Linked DNA regions of Sus scrofa: region 1 is linked to region 2. Evidence: chromatin contacts called from public promoter capture Hi-C data. All regions are on one chromosome and are shown on one strand. Each heading gives the region's core, a stretch centred on a gene start, on an enhancer-like site or on the middle of the called end of the contact. The rest is flanking DNA. Distances are from core to core; before and after follow the strand shown. Region 1 holds the start of LOC102157807 (N-acetyllactosaminide beta-1,6-N-acetylglucosaminyl-transferase-like). Region 2 holds the start of BLOC1S5 (biogenesis of lysosomal organelles complex 1 subunit 5).

The links. Promoter capture Hi-C pulls out the DNA fragments that hold promoters and counts their contacts.
Region 1: a promoter capture Hi-C map of fetal liver shows a contact between it and region 2, with 5 times the contacts expected there. The contact joins the promoter of LOC102157807 here to the promoter of BLOC1S5 in region 2. A contact is called at or near these places in 1 of 5 promoter capture datasets (fetal liver) and 1 of 2 datasets of contacts at active chromatin or transcription factors (alveolar macrophages).

Annotation. Positions count from the first base shown.
Region 1 is chr7:7,356,070-7,360,913 of Sscrofa11.1, reverse strand. LOC102157807 (N-acetyllactosaminide beta-1,6-N-acetylglucosaminyl-transferase-like) reads right to left here and starts at 1,487. Exons shown (of 1, transcript XM_005665563.3): 1 at 1-1,487. The coding sequence starts at 111.
Region 2 is chr7:5,361,191-5,365,336 of Sscrofa11.1, reverse strand. BLOC1S5 (biogenesis of lysosomal organelles complex 1 subunit 5) reads left to right here and starts at 1,991. Exons shown (of 6, transcript NM_001098591.1): 1 at 1,991-2,017; 2 at 2,020-2,116. The coding sequence starts at 1,994.

The DNA of each region.
Region 1 (4,844 bases), core at 238-2,737, 2.0 Mb before region 2:
ATTTAGCCTCTGGAAGCTTTGCTCTCCCCCAAAATGAAACGCATAGAACACGATAAAAATGATTACACAAGAGACAGAAGCTATAAAGAGGAAACGCATCAATGAAGTCATGCCTCCAAGAGGAGTAAGATTTCAAAGACTGTCAGAATCTGCAAGTCCTTTCCCAAACTTACTTTTTTCTCTGAGTTCTTATTTTGGTACATACTCCAGCAATTCCTGCGCTGAAGGAAACGCGGTGATCGGATTCGGTGTCATCCCCCGGAGTCCAGCAGCTGGCTTTCTCCCCATGTTGATATTAGCAACTGATCCCGCCTCGTCGTCCTCTGCCTCTCAAACCGCCTTTGTCTAAATCCCAATAGCAGGTTGCTTAAGCCCAGCCTTTTCCCTCCCTCCAGCTCCAGCTCGCAGGGGCTGGCTGTTCCACTAAAACTCTGGTAATTCCTTTTTCCCTCGCAGATTTAGTTTCTCCGATCCCTTTTCTCTCATTTCCCAAGGTTCCCCCCCCCCCCCCCGTTACTGTCATTCAGGGAATAAGTACAGTAAAGCAAAGTTGAAATGATGTGTTCTGGCAGGCGTGCCATTTCCGGCTAGTCATCCGACAGGCTGCGGTGCTCCCCGCCCCCCCCAACCCCGGCTGGTTGCTCCTGGCAAAGAGCCACAGCCGGGTCCCCCGACTCTTCCAGAACACTCCACAGGGCACCGGTAGCCTCCCTTCTCAAATACGCCCTTTGGATGAGAAAAGTGATGGAGGTGACAAGATAGAAAACAAAACCTCACCCATCGGGCTCTTTTGTGATGCTTCTGAGCCCCGCCCTACTCTTTTCTAAAGCCGGAGCTTACGGGAGTTCCAGTCCTAGGGGATCTGAAATTGCAGGGCTCCTGGTCTTGTGACTTAGAGATGAGGTGACAGCCCCTCTCCTTCCACCTCTAGCGTCCGCCATGGTGCCTGTCATAAGATGGACACGGAGCAGGACTCAGTGGGGTCCTGGTAGAAATCCTTTCAGTGTTCCCCATTTTTTCCTAGAAGGAAAAAGGCTTCATCCAACCCCCTTGACCTCCCCTGAGTTCCAAAGGGCAGATGCACACAGCTGCTAATCAGGGAAGGGAGGGAACGTAGAAACAAAGGGGGGGGGCAGTTAAGAAATAATCTCAGAGCCTTGGGGCAGGGTTCTGGTTCCTCCTCAGGAAATATACATGACAATATTTCTGAGTTCTTCTGCTGGAACTCAAGCCCCCACCCAGGCGGAGGATGGCAACTTCCCACTAAGCGCCTGATTCGTGGAGCAACGCCCTGTTCCCCCCCACCAGCCAATCACACACCCTGCAGCCCCTCGCCCCAAATTCTGCCTATAAAAAACGTCTCCCGGAGTTCCCATCGTGGCGCAGTGATTAACGAATCCGACTAGGAACCATGAGGTTGCGGGTTCGGTCCCTGACCTTGCTCAGTGGGTTAACGATCCGGCGTTGCCATGAGCTGTGGTGTAGGTTGCAGATGCGGCTTGGATCCCGCGTTGCTGTGGCTCTGGCGTAGGCCGGCGGCTACAGCTCCGATTCGACCCCTAGCCTGGGAACCTCCATATGCCGCGGATGCGGCCCTAGAAATAGCAAAAAAAAAAAAAAAAAAAAAAAAAGGTCTCCCCCAAACCTTCCCGGAGTTTGAGGCTTTTGAGCACAAACCGCCTGTCCTCCTTGTGCAGAAACTGCTGCATTTTTCTTCACCACAACCCGGTGTCAGTAGATGGACTCTTCTGAGCAGGGGTGAGTGGACCCCACTTTGGTTCCATCACAGGATGGCCGAGTCACAGGAGCGAATCCTGACCTCCATCCCCCAATTTAGCTGAGACCTTGAAACCTCACTGGGAAGCACATGAATCCTGGCACAGATGATATTCAGATCTGGGGAGCTAAAGGGCATTCAGGTTGTCACCACTCAGAGAACACACTCAGAGAAGTGTTTATACCTGCCCGTCAAGCTTATTGAGCCAAGTGGGAAAGGAATGTTGTTTTTCCCTGTTGGTAAATTGCAGTGTTTTAGCTGAAGCGCATCAGGCTCTTTAACTTAGAATGCTCTTATTTTCAATCTTTCTTTCTTAACACCTGCTCTCTTTTTAAAATGTAGAGCAACATGTTTTACTTTTAAAATCGTCCATCCTTCCTTCCGGGGCCAGGGGTTGAACTGGAGCCACAGCTGCTGGCCTAGGTCCCAGCAACACCGAATCCAAGCCACATCCATGACCTACACTGTAGCTTGCAGCAATGCTGGATCCTTAACCCACTGAAGGAGGCCAGGGATCGAACCCACCTCCTCACGGACACTACATTGGGTTCTTTCCTGGCTGAGCCACAGTGGGAACTTGCATGTTTTATTTACAAATGACTTCTAAAACACCAGTGCAATGACTGCATGCCTTCTCTTCTCCCCTCACCTGTCAAATGTAACCCCTCTGAGCTCCCATCCTGTAGAGGAGAGACTGAGCATCCCCCCCCCCAACACCCCAGGAAGAAAAAAATGGCCTTAAATGCTCTTCCTCTCCTCCCTTTGGAGAAACCTCTACCCTGCTAGTAATGAAATTCCTAGAACAATATTCCTTCGCTTTCCCCAGAGTTAGAACACCAGTGCCATGGCCCCCTGATTCAAGGCATCCATCTATATTCTGCCTGAACAACACACCACCTCTTTTTTTTTTTTTTTTTGTCCTTTTGCCTTTTCTAGGGCTGCACCTGCGGCATGTGGAGGTTCCCAGGCTAGGGGTCTAATCGGAGCTGTAGCCACTGGCCTATGCCAGAGCCACAGCAACACCAGATCTGAGCCGCATTTTTGACCTACACCACAACTCTCGGCAACGCCAGATCCCTAACCCACTGAGCGAGGCCAGGGATTGAACCTGCAACCTCTTGGTTCCTAGTCAGATTCGTTAACCACTGCACCATGACGGGAACTCCCAACACACCACCTCTTGAACCACAGATGAGTTTCTTTCTAACGTTCATTGCTTCCATTATTCATGTTTCCAGCTTGGACATTATTTTTCCCTCTCCTTTGAGAAATCCTCCTCCTTCTGTAAGATGCACCACAAGTCAACTCTCTATAGAACCCACCATTGTATTCTTAAAGTGGAAACAGAAAATGGAGCAGATCAGTCCAACTTTTAGTGTGCCTAGGGAGCAAAGAGGGTGACTTAACATCCATGATAATGCAAAAATCAATCCGAAGCTTCGTTTTTCTTCCAAACAATACCTTCAAATATTAGGTTATTGCATATCCTGTTTGAACACCACAGAAGGTAATTTCAGTATCTAGTTTGGCAAAGCCTTCTGGCTTGGAACGAAGATTAAAATATTCTAAATATCTGCAGTTTGACAGTGTGTTCAGATACATGACTTAATTCGGCCAACAGAGCCTGTTTACATTATTATACCCAACTGGCCAACGACGAAGGAGTTCAAATTTATACAGGCTTAGGGGACAGACATTAATAATGTCACTATATTGAGAAATATAGACATTCGCCAACTTAGGATCTTTCATCATCCTTTTTTGGTATTCGTTCTGTTGCTTAAAACAGCATGGTTTGGAAATAGAGCTGTTTTTCCTGTCTGCCCTTTTCGCTGTCCTTGGGTATTAACAAATCCTTATAGGAGAATTAAAAAAAAAAAAAACAAAGGAAAAAATTTTGTAACAGGGGAAAGCTGGTACTTGCTCCCTTTCCTTCCTATTAGGCCATGAGACCTGTTTATCCAGAAGAGACATCAGGCCCTTCTTTTTTTTTTCTTCCTCCTGCTGAGACTAAACAGCTCAGCCATCTCTCGCTGCCTGTGATTACAGGCGAGGATACGATTGACAAGTGCAGGCCTTGCAACTGCAACTCATGGCCCACTCTGGAAGCAGTTACTCCCGAACCAGCCCATTAATGAGGCTAGACGTGTGTACCCTCCCCTGAGCCAGCTTAAAAACGTGCTCTTTCTTCCACTCAGAAGCCTTTATTGTTCAGCACATCTTTGAAGAAATTTTTCCGGAACTATTCCTACACTGTTGCTGGGAATATAAACTGGTGCAGCCAATAAGAAGTATGGAGGTTCCTTAAAAACGTAAAAACAGAGCTGGCATATGATCTAGCTTCCCACTCCTGGGCGTATACCCAGAAAAGACAACAGCTCTATTTCGAAAAGTTACTTGTAGGGTGTTCCTGTTGTGGCTCAGAATCAACTAGCATCCATGAGGTTGTGGGTTTGATCCCTGGCCTCGCTCAGTGGGTTAAGGATCCGGCGTTGCCGAGAGCTGTGGTGTAGGTCAAAAATGCGGCTCGGATCTGGTGTTGCTGTGGCTCTGGCATAGGCCAGTGGCTACAGCTCCGATTAGAGCCCTAGCCTGGGAACCTCCACATGCCACAGGTGCAGCCCTAAAAAAAATCAAAAAAAGAAAAAGAATAAACATATGTATCACTGAATCACTTTGCCATGCTCCTGAAACCTTGCACATCAACTATACTTCAATTAAAAAAAAAAAGTCCAATTACAAAGCTCTCTAGAGCACCGCTCCAAAATGAAGAGGGCATCCTTCCTGTAAAATGATACAAGACTCGGTATTTCATTGAAATAAAGACACAATCAAAGGAGGGCAAGGAAGCCTCGGCGCCCCTAGGCTTTTCTGTGGAAAAGGGCAAGGTCACACCTGCTTGTGCTGGGAGACCTGCAGAAGGATGGGTTGAGGGAGCAACATGAGGAGTTTGCTGCCACCAGGCTGTCACACCATGAGGGAGGTGGCCACTGGTCGTAAAAGACCTTGCCTGCTGTTGAGCTGAAAAATGCGGACTTCGCCTTGTGGCCAAAGGAACAGCACCTAA
Region 2 (4,146 bases), core at 742-3,241:
CGTCTGCAACCCACACCACAGCTCACGGCAACGCCGGATCGTTAATCCACTGAGCAAGGCCAGGGATTGAACCCCCAACCCCATGGTTCCTAGTCGGATTCGTTAACCACTGCGCCACAACGGGAACTCCAGGTATTATCTTCTTTATCAGCTGTATAATATGGATGTTTTCGTGCCATTTTATAGAAAAGGAACTTCAGGCAAGTGTCACAGCCAGAATTGAACCCAATTCTGTCTGATCCCAAAGTCTGAACAACTGCACCTGCAGTTCTGTTATCATGAGTATCCTGACCAACTGGCAATTGGGAAAGTGAGGAAGCAGCTACTACCCCCGAACTACTGAAAGAGAGCTTTAGGAAGCAGAACCCAGACTGCATTTTTAACAACCATGATAATGTGAGGAAAGCAGTCTCGGTGTACTAGAGTGAGCCCTCCCAGGTTTGTCAGTAGTTCAAAGACACTCAGAAGACACGTTTAGAGAGAATTTAGTCTTGCAGGTGTAGGAGAAAATTTGAGTTAAGAAGTGCCTAGAAGTGGGGTGCATAATGAATCATTTTAAAATCCTTAAATTTTCTATAGGTTGTTGCCAAAGCGAGGGAGATGAAAAGTTAGAAGCTAGACCCAACAACTAGCTAAACCCAACAATTAACCAAGTTCACATAGTATTTATTAACGCGTGTATTTTATACCTCTTTGTTATTTCTTCTGCTGGAAAACTCCCAAGTTCTATCCCACCTCCACCTGGCTAACATTTCCTCATTCCAGGAGGGAGGACAAAACAGACCTCCTCTGGGAAGTCTTTCCTGGCCCCTCCTGCCCCCAGGTGTCCCATATTTGTGTTGCACCTTCCTCCATCCCATCATTTACAGGCCCTCGATTATAAATGTTGGTGACTGCAAGACCCTACAGGGTAAGAACTGCATGAAGAGAGGAGGGAGAAGGGCAGGGATTAAGAAATGATTCTTAGAACCACGGATAAGCCCAGGAGATAAAGGAGTCACTGCAGAGTTGTGCTGTCTGCCCTTTGAACAGGCGTGAAGACTTGTTGAGAATTCAAGATGAACTTCATGGAGCTTACCAAATAGCAGCGCTAGATACATGGCAACAGCGTAATTGTCTTTTCACAACTACGAATTAAAGCAGCCTAGCAAAACGGCCCCTTTCCTAATTACTTGCATTTTATCTTAGTCCATATAACAACTAGATGAGATTTTTATAATTACAAATGCCAAGAACATATATTTCTTTTTTTTTTTTTTTTAGGGCCACCTGCGGCATACGTAAATTCTCAGGCTAGAGGAGGAATCTGAGCTGCAGTTGCCGGCCTACACCACAGCCACGTGGGATCTGAGCCTACTGCGACCTACACCTTGGCTCACCCCGATGTAGATCTTTTAACCCCCTGAGCGAGGCCAGGGATGGAACCCCAATCCTCATAGATACTGTAGGGTTCTTAAACCGCTGATCCCCCACAGGAACTCCTTTTACTCCTCACATGGCAATGAATGAGTTTGAGAAGTGATTTGGGAGCATTAATCTCTAACCTCCTTTCTTCATTTGTTAGAAAGAAGTGCCAACACTGTTCCCCAAAGTGGCAATGAACACACGTCAACATCTATACAATACTGGTGGCACGTAATGATATAGGTAATATATTTATACCATTATTGTTAATATTATTCTGCGACTGGAGTCCTTCTCCTCAAACCTAACACAAATTCCAGCAGGTTTATGGAGGAATACGTTTAGCTCTCATTTCAGGCACCTTCCTATTCCTAGTCCCAGAGCATCTGCCCTAATCCAGCATGGCGGCACCGGCTTCTTCATGGTCGCGTCCCTAACTACACCACAGGTGCCTTCCCGGAACCGCCAGCTGGGTAGACTCAGCTTCCCCTACGCCCTTTGATGACGCTAAGAACTGCGCGCCAGGAAAGCCAGCCGCTCAGCTTTGCGCATGCGCAGCGTCACCCGCGGGTGGGCGGAGCTGGTCGGGATGAGTGGCGGAGGGACGGAGACCCCACGGGTTGTGAGGCCCCCTCGGGCGCCGGCGGCGGCGGCGGCAGGAAGAGGGACTCACTGGGGACCACAAGCTCGCCAGCGCACCTCATTATCAAGGGTACGAATCTCCCCGGTGGAACCCAGCGCAGCCTCACCTCCCAGGCGCGCCCCCTGATCTGGGCCCGAACTCCAGGTCGACCCCCTGCTCCCTGATGCACGAGCGTTTGTGGCGGGGGCGGGGTGGTGGGGGCGGGGGGCCTCTACCCCGGTCCACCTGTTTCCCCGCGCCGGGTGCTTCCCAGTAACAGCAAACCACCCCGCGCCTTGCTTCCTCTTAGAAGCCGCCCCGGGAACCGTCCGGCCCGCCCCTCCCACTTCCCCAACCCGGGGCCCCGCGCAGCGCCGGGTTGGACGAGGGCTCACAACCCACGCGTGATGCCCTGAGCTTGGGAGTTGGGAAGGGCTCGCGTTCCCAGGCAGGGCGGTTAGGAGGTGTGTGCCTTGGTTGTTGGCTTTACCCACGCCCTGACCCTGTCTGCTTCTGGATCGTGCGTGGAAGAAGTGAACGAGAGAATACGCAAGCGTCTTAAAACACGAAAGGCCTTACAAGTGTAACTTTGTCCCTTTGTCCGGTCTGCTTGGAGCTGGGAGAAGTTTATGACCTACTTACAGCCGGGATTCTCACGGAGCTGACTTAGTTTGATTCCCCAAGCTCTCAACCACTCTGTTTTGTGCCGTAGGAGCTTTGCCAGTTAGACATACACTTTCTCATCTTCATCCTCTCTTAACCCCCTGCTTGTCCCCGCATCCCCATCGTCCTGCGATGTTGAAGCCCTGGTGGATTCCAGAGTCCTTCAACACTGATCCAAGAATGACATCCTTAGGTTAACATGTTAACTGTATTTGTTAGAGTTGTGGAGACTTCAGGTTGTTTCTTTAATTAGTGTGGGCATGGTGCGTAGGTGTTAGGGGTAAGTTATAATTGTTTATATGTGCAATCTTAGTGAACTATTATTGTAAGAAGTTTTAAATGGTGGCAAAATGCATGTAATATGAAATTTATCTTTTTTTTTCTCTCTCTTTACAGCCGCATCTGCAGCATATGGAAGTTCCCGGGCTTGGAGTGGAATCCCAGCCACACCTGGGATCTATGCTACAGCCAGGAGAACCGGATCCAAGCGGCACCTGTGACCTATACTGCAGCTTGCGGCAATAGGGGGTCCTTAACCTACCGAGCCAGGCCAGGGCTCGCATCCCCCATCTTCACAGACATCCTTGGGTCCATAACCCCCTGAGCCTGAGCTGTAGTGGGAACCCCTGAAGTTTATCCTAACTCCCCCCCCCCTTTTTTTTTTTTTGTCTTTTGTCCTTTTTTAGGGCCGCACCGGTGGCATATGGAAGTTCCCAGGCTAGGGGTCTAATTGGAGCTGTAGTTGTTGGCCTACGCCACAGCCACAGCCACGAAAGATTGGAGCACAGCTCACGGCAATGCTGGATCTTTAACCCACTGAGCAAGGCCAGGGATTGAACCTGAAACCTCATGGTTCCTATCACCAACATCCATCTCCATAACTTTTTCATCTTACCAAACTGAAACTCTGTAGTCGTTAAACACTAACTTCCCAACCTGCCCTTCACCCCCAGCCCCTGGCAGTCACCTTTCTGCTTTCTGTCTCTGAATGTGACTACTTCAGGTACTTCATGTAAATGAAATCATGCATGTCCTTTGTTTTCAAAGCCTTATTTCACTGAGCATAATTACCTCAGGGTGCATTCCTGCATCAGAACTTCCCTTTTATTTATTTATTTTTTTTAATTTAATTTTTTTGGCTTCACCCAAAGCATGTGGAAGTTCCCCGCCAGGAATGGAATCCACTCCACAGCAGTGACAGCATGGGATCCTTAACCCAGTGACCCATCAGGGAACTCCAGAATTTCCTTTTCTTTTTAAGGCTGAAAATTAAATATTTCATTGTGTGTGTGTATATATACCACATTTTGTATATCCATTCATCCATGGACGGACACTTGGGTGCTTCCCACTTTTGGCTGTTGTGATGTAGGAATGTCTGGTAAGGTTCTTACATGCTGTATACCCACAACTGAGGTGCCGGATCAAACAATAAGTCCCTTTTTTAACTTTGAGCA